3 separate regions of the Sus scrofa genome follow, and all the other regions are linked to region 1. Evidence: chromatin contacts called from public Hi-C and HiChIP or PLAC-seq data. All regions are on one chromosome and are shown on one strand. Each heading gives the region's core, a stretch centred on a gene start, on an enhancer-like site or on the middle of the called end of the contact. The rest is flanking DNA. Distances are from core to core; before and after follow the strand shown.

Region 1 (2,700 bases), core at 48-2,547:
GTCTCTTCCTTCAAGGAGTTTTCTGTCAAATGGGGAAACAAATACAGATAGACAATCACAGTGCAATGGGGTGAGGCTATGGGCTGAGGTAATAGCTAAGTTGATCTTCAACATGCTGTTGATCAGCCAGTTTCACAGGATTCAGAATAACTCTGAGGGACTTTTCTGATTTGCCTAAAGCTCTTTCCAGCATGAGGAGCTTTCTGGGTCATCCTTCTGGGGCCAAATCGACTTTTGCCTCAGAGAGACAAAGACAAATATTTTCTGAAGTACACACTCCTGGGTTGTATAACCTATATGGAAATGAGAATAGGCTGAAGCACAGCAAAAAGAAGACAGATAATTGTTTTAGGCTAGAACAGAAAAGAGTCTCCGGCCATTCAGCACGGATGTTCACATTCAACTTGACTCCCATTATCTTTCTAAATTCTCTCTCCTCAGTGTTTTGCACTGACGCTTTTCCCTACAAAACGCTGTGCTCAGCTTTTCCAAATCTTTCTCAACTGGGTCGGCAGCTCTAAACCCCTCCTACCTCTGTGCTCTTGCCAAGGTGCCTTTATTGATCTGAGACTCCCAAACCAGGGCATTAGGGGGCTAGAGAAGAAAAGGAAGAACAAATGCCAACCTCTGCCACCTGGCAATTTCAAAGGCTACCAAATCCCCATCTGCTTACCAGACTCTCTGTAGTAAGCTCTGGCAAATCCTGGATGGTACAGCAAGGGTAATCCAGGACCGAGATGCTGCAAGATGCAGAGATAAGGACAGCTTTTAGGTAAATGGCAATGGCAGGAAATGGCTATATGAGAAAGGGCAGGAGTTATTTCTCCTCGGCAGGCCCCATCTATTTCCCAGATTGCTTAGTGACTTTAGCTCAAACTGAGGGTTCTGATGCCAGCAACGCCAGATCCAATCTCCTCCTCATGGCCATGAGAGAAACCAACAGAGTTCTTTCAGGCTGGCCCCCATATGGCAGAGGCAAGAGAAAGCCGAAAGACCTCTGTATGGCCACCTTTCTCCTCCCTTCTTCAATGAAATACATAAGCTTGTGTGCATTTGTGTTTCTGTATTTAAGAGTATGCTTATGTGTATGTGTGAATATAACTGCTTTCCCAGAGATGCTGCCCAAACTTATCCCACTTCACAACAAATAACCTATGGCTATGAGGATGAAACAAAGACCTCTCCTGTGGCTCTTACCAGATGTTTCTGAAAGCCAGCAGGTCTGGGAAATGTTCGGCGAAGCCACTCCTAGAGGAAACTTGAGACAGAGGCAGCTTCCTGCAGCAAGGCCAGTCTAGTAGCTCAAGAATGGTAATAGCATCTGCCCCCCAAAATAGGCAGTGAGGGACTAAAAGAGGGCTGGAGACTCTGTGGTAAACCCAGGGGTGCAGGCATGAGTCAGAAGGGGAAATAAGTACTGCATGATGACAGGGACACAGTCACTCAAAATGACAGCTCTCTCTCTCTCTTTCCTCTTCTCCCTTACTCACTGGCACAATGCAGAATTTAGACTAGCTAATCTCTAGTGAGCCTTCTGGTTCCGACATTCCATGAAGTTTTAAACAGCAATCCATCTGAACTAGAGTAGTTGGAAATGGATAAATGATGTTAGCAAAGTGGAGATTTTTATAAAGAGGAATATGAACCTGTCTCTACATTTTGAAAGTCAAAACTTCTATCCAAGCAGAAGGCAACAATTTATTTGGCTAGAAATAAGCCAAGAAACCCACAAAGGCAGGAGAGGAGAGGGCAGTGGATCTACCTATAATGTTGCTCATCATCTTATTTCACTCTGTTGGATTCTCCCAAGGTTGCCAGTTCAGTTCTGCTCCATTAGGACAAACATTCTTGGCTGGCTTATTTACTCATCCACCCACCTCCCACTGACAAAGCCCCATGGCAAAGTAGGTACTGGTGATCAGGAAATGAGGGTGGGAAATCAAAAATGAATTGTTTCGGGAGTTCCCGTCGTGGCGCAGTGGTTAACGAATCCGACTAGGAACCATGAGGTTGCGGGTTCGGTCCCTGCCCTTGCTCAGCGGGTTGACGATCCGGCGTTGCCGTGAGCTGTGGTGTAGGTTGCAGACGCGGCTCGGATCCCGCGTTGCTGTGGCTTTGGCGTAGGCCGGTGGCTACAGCTCCGATTCGACCCCTAGCCTGGGAACCTCCATATGCCGCGGGAGCGGCCCAAGAAATAGCAACAACAACAACAATAATGCCGAGGGAGCGGCCCAAGAAATAGCAACAACAACAACAACAACAACAAAAGACAAAAAAAAAAAAAAAAAAAAAATGAATTGTTCCAATCTCAGTGTACTGAATTCTAGCCTTAGGGGGCATAAAGTTACAAGTTTCTGGCATATCTAGATTTTAGGAGCCATGAGGAAACTGTGCAACAACGACCTGTGGGTGCTCAAGTTTCTTGGGATCATGCAACAGTAAAGCTTGCAGATGATACACAGAGGACCACTGCATCCAGATCAATCTTGGCAAATGGTGTAGTCTGGCACTACTGCTCTTTCAACTCCAACCTGAACCTGATGGATGCCTACTGGATTGTCTGACCCCTGCTTCGAGGCCCATGGTGCAGGGAGGCATTTAGCTCCTGAACCCCACTCCCCAGCCACAGCTGACGGATCCAAAGATGGACCTCTATCCCTGGGAATGTGGAAGGGGGATTGAGAGCAAATTCAAGTTCTG
Region 2 (2,700 bases), core at 65-2,564, 68 kb after region 1:
GGATTTAAAATATAATTAAAGCTTAAATAATTAGTCTCCCTCCCAGAACAATGGCTTACAAAACTGTATTTGTTAATCCTTTACTTTTTTCTCTAAGTACAGGCATTCCCCTACCCAAAATGATCAGGCAGCACTGTAGGGTTTTGCCTAGCACAACCTCACACTCTCTATAAACCAAATTAAAAATAACCAGGGAACTGCACAGCATGTAGGTGTGCAAACATGCCTCTGAACAGCTCATCACTATTTCAGGTTCGGATGCTGTGCCCACTGGAGCTTCATCAGCAGAGGAAAGTTTCTGAATAATAAATAAGCTAATGAAAGACCAGCTTAGAATACTATTAGGCAGTAGGCTGTGGCATTTCAGCCCTTCCTCTAGCTGTTAGAAATGCTTGGCAGGACTTGCCAAACTGATACACCTACTCTCCAGGAAAGACCCATAGGACTGAGCTGCCCTCTGCTGACGTGCACCCATTTGGCAGTGCCATCAGTTGTCAACTCTACTACAAGTGCCAAAGTTGCCACCCTGGATGGCTGGGTACACGAAATTTCCAACCTCACATCTACCACCTGATTTCTTTTTTGCTTCTGCTCTTACGATGGATCTATTTTCTCTGATGCTACTAAACCTTATTTTAAGAGCAGAGATCCAAGGTGGGACTCTTAATAAAACTCTTACACTGCTCCATACTGCAAGTCAGTGCTCCATCTTCTCCCAGTAGAAACCCTCAGAACAGATGCCCTAAGAAATGAAAAGGCTCCTCTGAGTTTCTCTCTGTTTACATGTGTGAAATCCCTCATGGAGTTTTCCCTTGCAGCCTCTGGTCCCTAATCACACAAAAGATCAGAGACAAAGAAAGACTGTCTTGAGTCTCACTATCCTTGTCCACTTTTCCCTTTTAATAAAGGTATCGAATACACTCAGGGAATTGCTATCGCTACTATTAATTTAATGATTGTAGCCCATAATTCTCACCCTGTCATTCTAGTGCAGAAAATTCTTGGCACCTGGGAATCTTCCTGAGGTTGGAAAGCAAGTAAAAGTACTAGCTCTTGACAGGATCCAAAAAGGTATGGGTCCTGTTTTCTGGGGTCCAGTTGCTTTTATTCTTTGTCTTACTCTCTGCCAACATTTCCAGCAGTTTGTGTTGGCTCTACAGTGTATAAAAACTTACTGTGTACAATCCCTTGTTTTCTCTATGTTCATGACTATAAAATTAATGTTTCATTTCTAGTAAAACCCAATGGCATATCTCCTTTAGTGTCTGTCAGTCACACTTCCTGCTGTCACTGTTAAACTCTGCTGGAATGAGTTGACTCATCTTACAGCCAACTCCTCTTTCCCTTTCAGGATACCAAGGCTTTAAATCCAGCTTCCTCAAACCAACATTTAGTGCAGTGTGACCTGGATCACAGAATCCAGAAAGATAGGTTGTTTCTCACTGTTGTGTACCAGGCGAAGCCTACTCTGTAGTTTTTAGCAGCAAGCAACAGTTGGGCTACAGCTTCAAGGATTCTTGTTTCAGAAGGTTCCCCAATTTCTTTTCTCACTCATATGCAGAATGGTTTGTAAAGTAGGAATGCATCATACTTGGTGCAACTTTTTGCTTCCCCTTGTAAATCTAATATTCTATCAGCCTTTAAGAACTTGATCTTTTAAAATGAAATAACGCCATCTGCAGCAACATGGATGGAACTAGAGATTATCATACTAAGTGAAGTAAGTCAGAGAAAGACAAATTATCATATGATATCACTTATACATGGAATCTACAATATAGCACAGATGAACCTATTTACAAAACAGAAATGGACTCACAGACATAGGAAACCAATGTATGGTTGCCAAAGGGAGAGAGGGATGGACCGGGAGTTTGGGGTTAGTAGATGCAAACTTACATTTAGAATGGATAAGCAATGAGGTCGTACTGTAGAGCACAGGGAACTATACCCAATCTCTTGGGACAGACCATGATGGAAGATAATATAAGAAAAGGAATGTGTGTATATATATGCATGATTGGGTCACTTTGCTATACAGCAGAAATTGGCACAATATTATAAATCAACTATCCTTTGTTTTTTTTCCAACGACCCAAAAATGCTAAGTTTATTTTCATTGTCTTCCAAGATCTGTTGAACTGTGAATCCAAAAATCAACTATCCTTTAATAAATAAAAAAAGAACTTGGTCTTTTAGGAGTTCCCTTGTGGTGCAGCAGGTTAAAGATCAGGTGTTGTCACTGTGGCAGCTGGGGTAACTGCTATGGTGAGGGTTTGATCCCTGGTCCAAGAACTTCTGCTTGCAGGAGTTACAGGCTAGGGCAAACAAAAAACAAAAAACCACAAAACTTGATTTTTCTTTTTAGCTGTACCTGTGGCATATGGACGTTCATAGGCCAGGGATCAAACGTGAGCCACAGCTGTGACCTACACTACAGCTGCTGCAATACAGGATCCTTAACCCACTGCACCAGGCTGAGGACTGAACTCATGCCTAAGTAGTGACCCAAGTTGCTGCAGAGACTATGCCAGATCTTTAACCCGCTGCACCACAGTGGGAATTCCAAGAACTTGATCTTTTAAAAAATGAAACAGGAGCTCCCACTGTGGCTCAGCAGGTTAAAGACTCAATGGAGTCTCCATGAGGATGCAGGTTCAACCCCTGGCCTGGCTGCAGTGTAGGTTGCAGATGCAGCTT
Region 3 (2,700 bases), core at 179-2,678, 120 kb after region 1:
GTCATCCTAGCCATCAGTGCTTCTTAAACTTGAATATGCCTACAAATTATCTGGAGATCTTGTTAAAATGCTGATTCTAATTTAGCAAGTCTGGAATACATCCCAAGAGTCTACCTTTTTTTTTTTCTTGGCCACGCCGCAAGCATGCAAAACTCCCCGGCCAGGGATCAACCCCACACCACAGCAGTAACCCATGCCACTGCAGTGACAATGCCAGATCCTTAACCCACTGAGGCACAAGGGAACTTCTGAAGATTCTTTATCTTTAACAGCTCTCAGATGATGCCAATACTGCTGAGACTACACTTTAACGGGGCCTAGATAACTCCATCCCTGTGATAGTCTGTATCGATTCATTAAATTAACATATTTATAAGTGGTTATCATCAGCACAGTTATTTAAAAATATGATTACATCACTCCTGGTTCATAATGCCTCAAAAGCTCTCCACTGTCTTCAAATTCATACTCCTTAGCACGACACACAAGACCCTTTATGACTTAACCTCTGCATACTTTCTGAGCCTCAGCCCTCAGCTCTCTGAATTCCCCCACATTCCCACTTAAACACACACACACACACACACACACACACACACACACACACATACCTTACACACATACATCTTCCGAAATGTAGCTTAGCTCTAACTTCCTTCAGTACATATTTCCAGCTCCTGGTCTAGGTTAAGAATCAACTCTCTAAGTTACTGAGTAATCGCCCAGACTGATCTCTATTACAGCACATATCAGTACTAATACTATAACTGAACATTTGTTTCCACACTAGGACTGCAATAAATTCGAGGGCAGATATGATATGTCTCATTCCTGTATTCCAAGCACATAGCAAACAACCAATGAATGTGTGAATGAAAAGAAAAAAAAAAGACTTAATCTAGGAACAGCTAACTCAGTTAAACCCCACCTGAAGGGTAAAAGGAAGGAAAAGGTTACATTTAGAATGGATAAGCAATGAGGTCTTAATGTATAGCACAGGGAACTGTACCCAATCTCCTGGGATAGAACATGATGCAAGATAATATGATAAAAAGAATATATATACACACACACATATACACACACGTATATATATGTATATACACACGACTGGGTCACTTTGTTGTACAGCAGAAATTGGCACACTGTAAATCAACTATACTTCAATTTTTAAAATATGAAAGAAAACAGGGAAGGAAAAGGGACACAGGTATGAGTAAGAACTGACAAAATCATAAAAAGAAACATCCTAACAAAAACTATGCCTAGTACAGCTAAATGTACCTCCTTGCCACTGACTGATCCAGCCACTTTTACAATTAAGGAATACAGACGAGAGAACACTAAAGCAGGCACCAAGCCACCTTTCCCCACTCCCTGCTAAGTCCTCTGGAATCTGGGAGTGGAGTGTGGACTTAAATCCTCAATCTCCTGACACAGCTAATAGAGTTCCACTTAGGTCAGAGTTCAGTTTGCTGCATAGTTAGCACCTCTAGCTAAAACTGTTCTCAAAAAGAGGTCACATTTAGACTTGAAAACTTCTCCTTAGACTTGAAAACAACCAGAATAAGAGTGGGGAGGGATCTATATTCAGGGCCCTCATTTTTATCACATAGTAGGAAGTGGGAGAAGGGTGTAGGATAAGATAATGAAACATAATGCCATTAAGTAAATGCGGAATGTGGATTTTTCACATTTCTTTTCTTTAAAATTAAATTGACATATGACTTACCTATGGAAAAAGTATACAAGTCAAAGAGTTACATTTCGATAAAATTTCAAAAGTCAGCACACCTATGGAACCACTATCCAGATAAGGAAACAGAACACTACCAGCACTCTAGAGTCTTGCCCCTGCCCCTCCCCCCCCAGTTATTACCTTCACTCTTCCCTAAAGGGAATCTCTGATTCCTATCACTACTTATCAAATTTTGAACCTGATATAAATACCATAAAAGATCTATTCTTAAGAGGCTGATTTTTTCTGCTCAATATGCTTCTAGGAGTTATCCTAGTATGTCGCATTGAGGAGTTCATTATTTATTGCCTGAAAGTATCTGACTGCATATTCATATTCTTTATGTATGCATATTCATAAATTATTGAATCCATTCTCCTGCTTAAAGTTTGGGGGCCTTCAACAGGCACATGAAAAGATGGCTCAACATCACTAATTATTAGAGAAATGCAGATCAAAACTACAATGAGGTACCACTTCACACTGGTCAGAATGTCCATCAATAATAAGACTACCAATAAGAAATAATGGAGAGGATGTGGAGAAAAGGGAACCCTCCTACACTGTTGGTGAGAATGTAAATTGGTATAACCACCATGGAAAACAGTATGGAGGTTCCTGAGAAAACGATATATAGAACTACCATATGATCCAGCAATCCCACTCCTGGGCATCTATCTGGACAAAACTTGCATTGAAAAAGATACATCCACCTCTATGTTCATTGCAGCACTATTCACAATTGCAAGTCATGAAAACAACCTAAATGTCCATCAATGAATGAATGGATTAAGAAGATGTGGTACATATACACAATGGAATACTACTCCACCATAAAAAGAACAAAATAATGCCATTTGCAGCAACATAGATGGAACTAGAGATTCTCATACTAAGTGAAGTAAGTCAGAAAGACAAATACCGTATGATAACACTAATATGTGGAATCTAAAATATGGCAC

Evidence for each region. Hi-C and Micro-C count contacts between places; a contact is called where the count stands out from the background. HiChIP or PLAC-seq counts read pairs in DNA pulled down with a chosen protein or histone mark.
Region 2: a Hi-C map of skeletal muscle shows a contact between it and region 1, with 1.8 times the contacts expected there. The contact joins two enhancer-like sites. A contact is called at or near these places in 1 of 5 promoter capture datasets (liver), 18 of 47 Hi-C or Micro-C datasets (adipocytes, blood, embryonic fibroblasts and 9 more) and 2 of 2 datasets of contacts at active chromatin or transcription factors (alveolar macrophages and skeletal muscle).
Region 3: an H3K27ac HiChIP or PLAC-seq map of skeletal muscle shows a contact between it and region 1. The contact joins two enhancer-like sites. A contact is called at or near these places in 3 of 47 Hi-C or Micro-C datasets (blood, liver and skeletal muscle) and 2 of 2 datasets of contacts at active chromatin or transcription factors (alveolar macrophages and skeletal muscle).

The regions. Positions count from the first base shown.
Region 1 is chr18:19,219,879-19,222,578 of Sscrofa11.1, forward strand. STRIP2 (striatin-interacting protein 2) reads right to left here. Exons shown (of 21, transcript XM_003134694.6): 18 at 674-740. Among named protein-coding and RNA genes, the nearest start is that of SMKR1, 21 kb to the left of the region's middle. Within about 2 kb of position 1,298, at least 6 of the 83 cell types and tissues checked have an H3K27ac peak or open chromatin away from gene starts, as enhancers often do. A contact at or near this core is called in liver and skeletal muscle, where this site is marked.
Region 2 is chr18:19,287,922-19,290,621 of Sscrofa11.1, forward strand. All of the region lies in intron 6 of AHCYL2 (adenosylhomocysteinase 3), which reads right to left. Among named protein-coding and RNA genes, the nearest start is that of STRIP2, 34 kb to the left of the region's middle. Within about 2 kb of position 1,315, at least 1 of the 83 cell types and tissues checked has an H3K27ac peak or open chromatin away from gene starts, as enhancers often do. A contact at or near this core is called in skeletal muscle, where this site is marked.
Region 3 is chr18:19,339,298-19,341,997 of Sscrofa11.1, forward strand. All of the region lies in intron 1 of AHCYL2 (adenosylhomocysteinase 3), which reads right to left. Among named protein-coding and RNA genes, the nearest start is that of STRIP2, 85 kb to the left of the region's middle. Within about 2 kb of position 1,429, at least 14 of the 83 cell types and tissues checked have an H3K27ac peak or open chromatin away from gene starts, as enhancers often do. A contact at or near this core is called in liver and skeletal muscle, where this site is marked.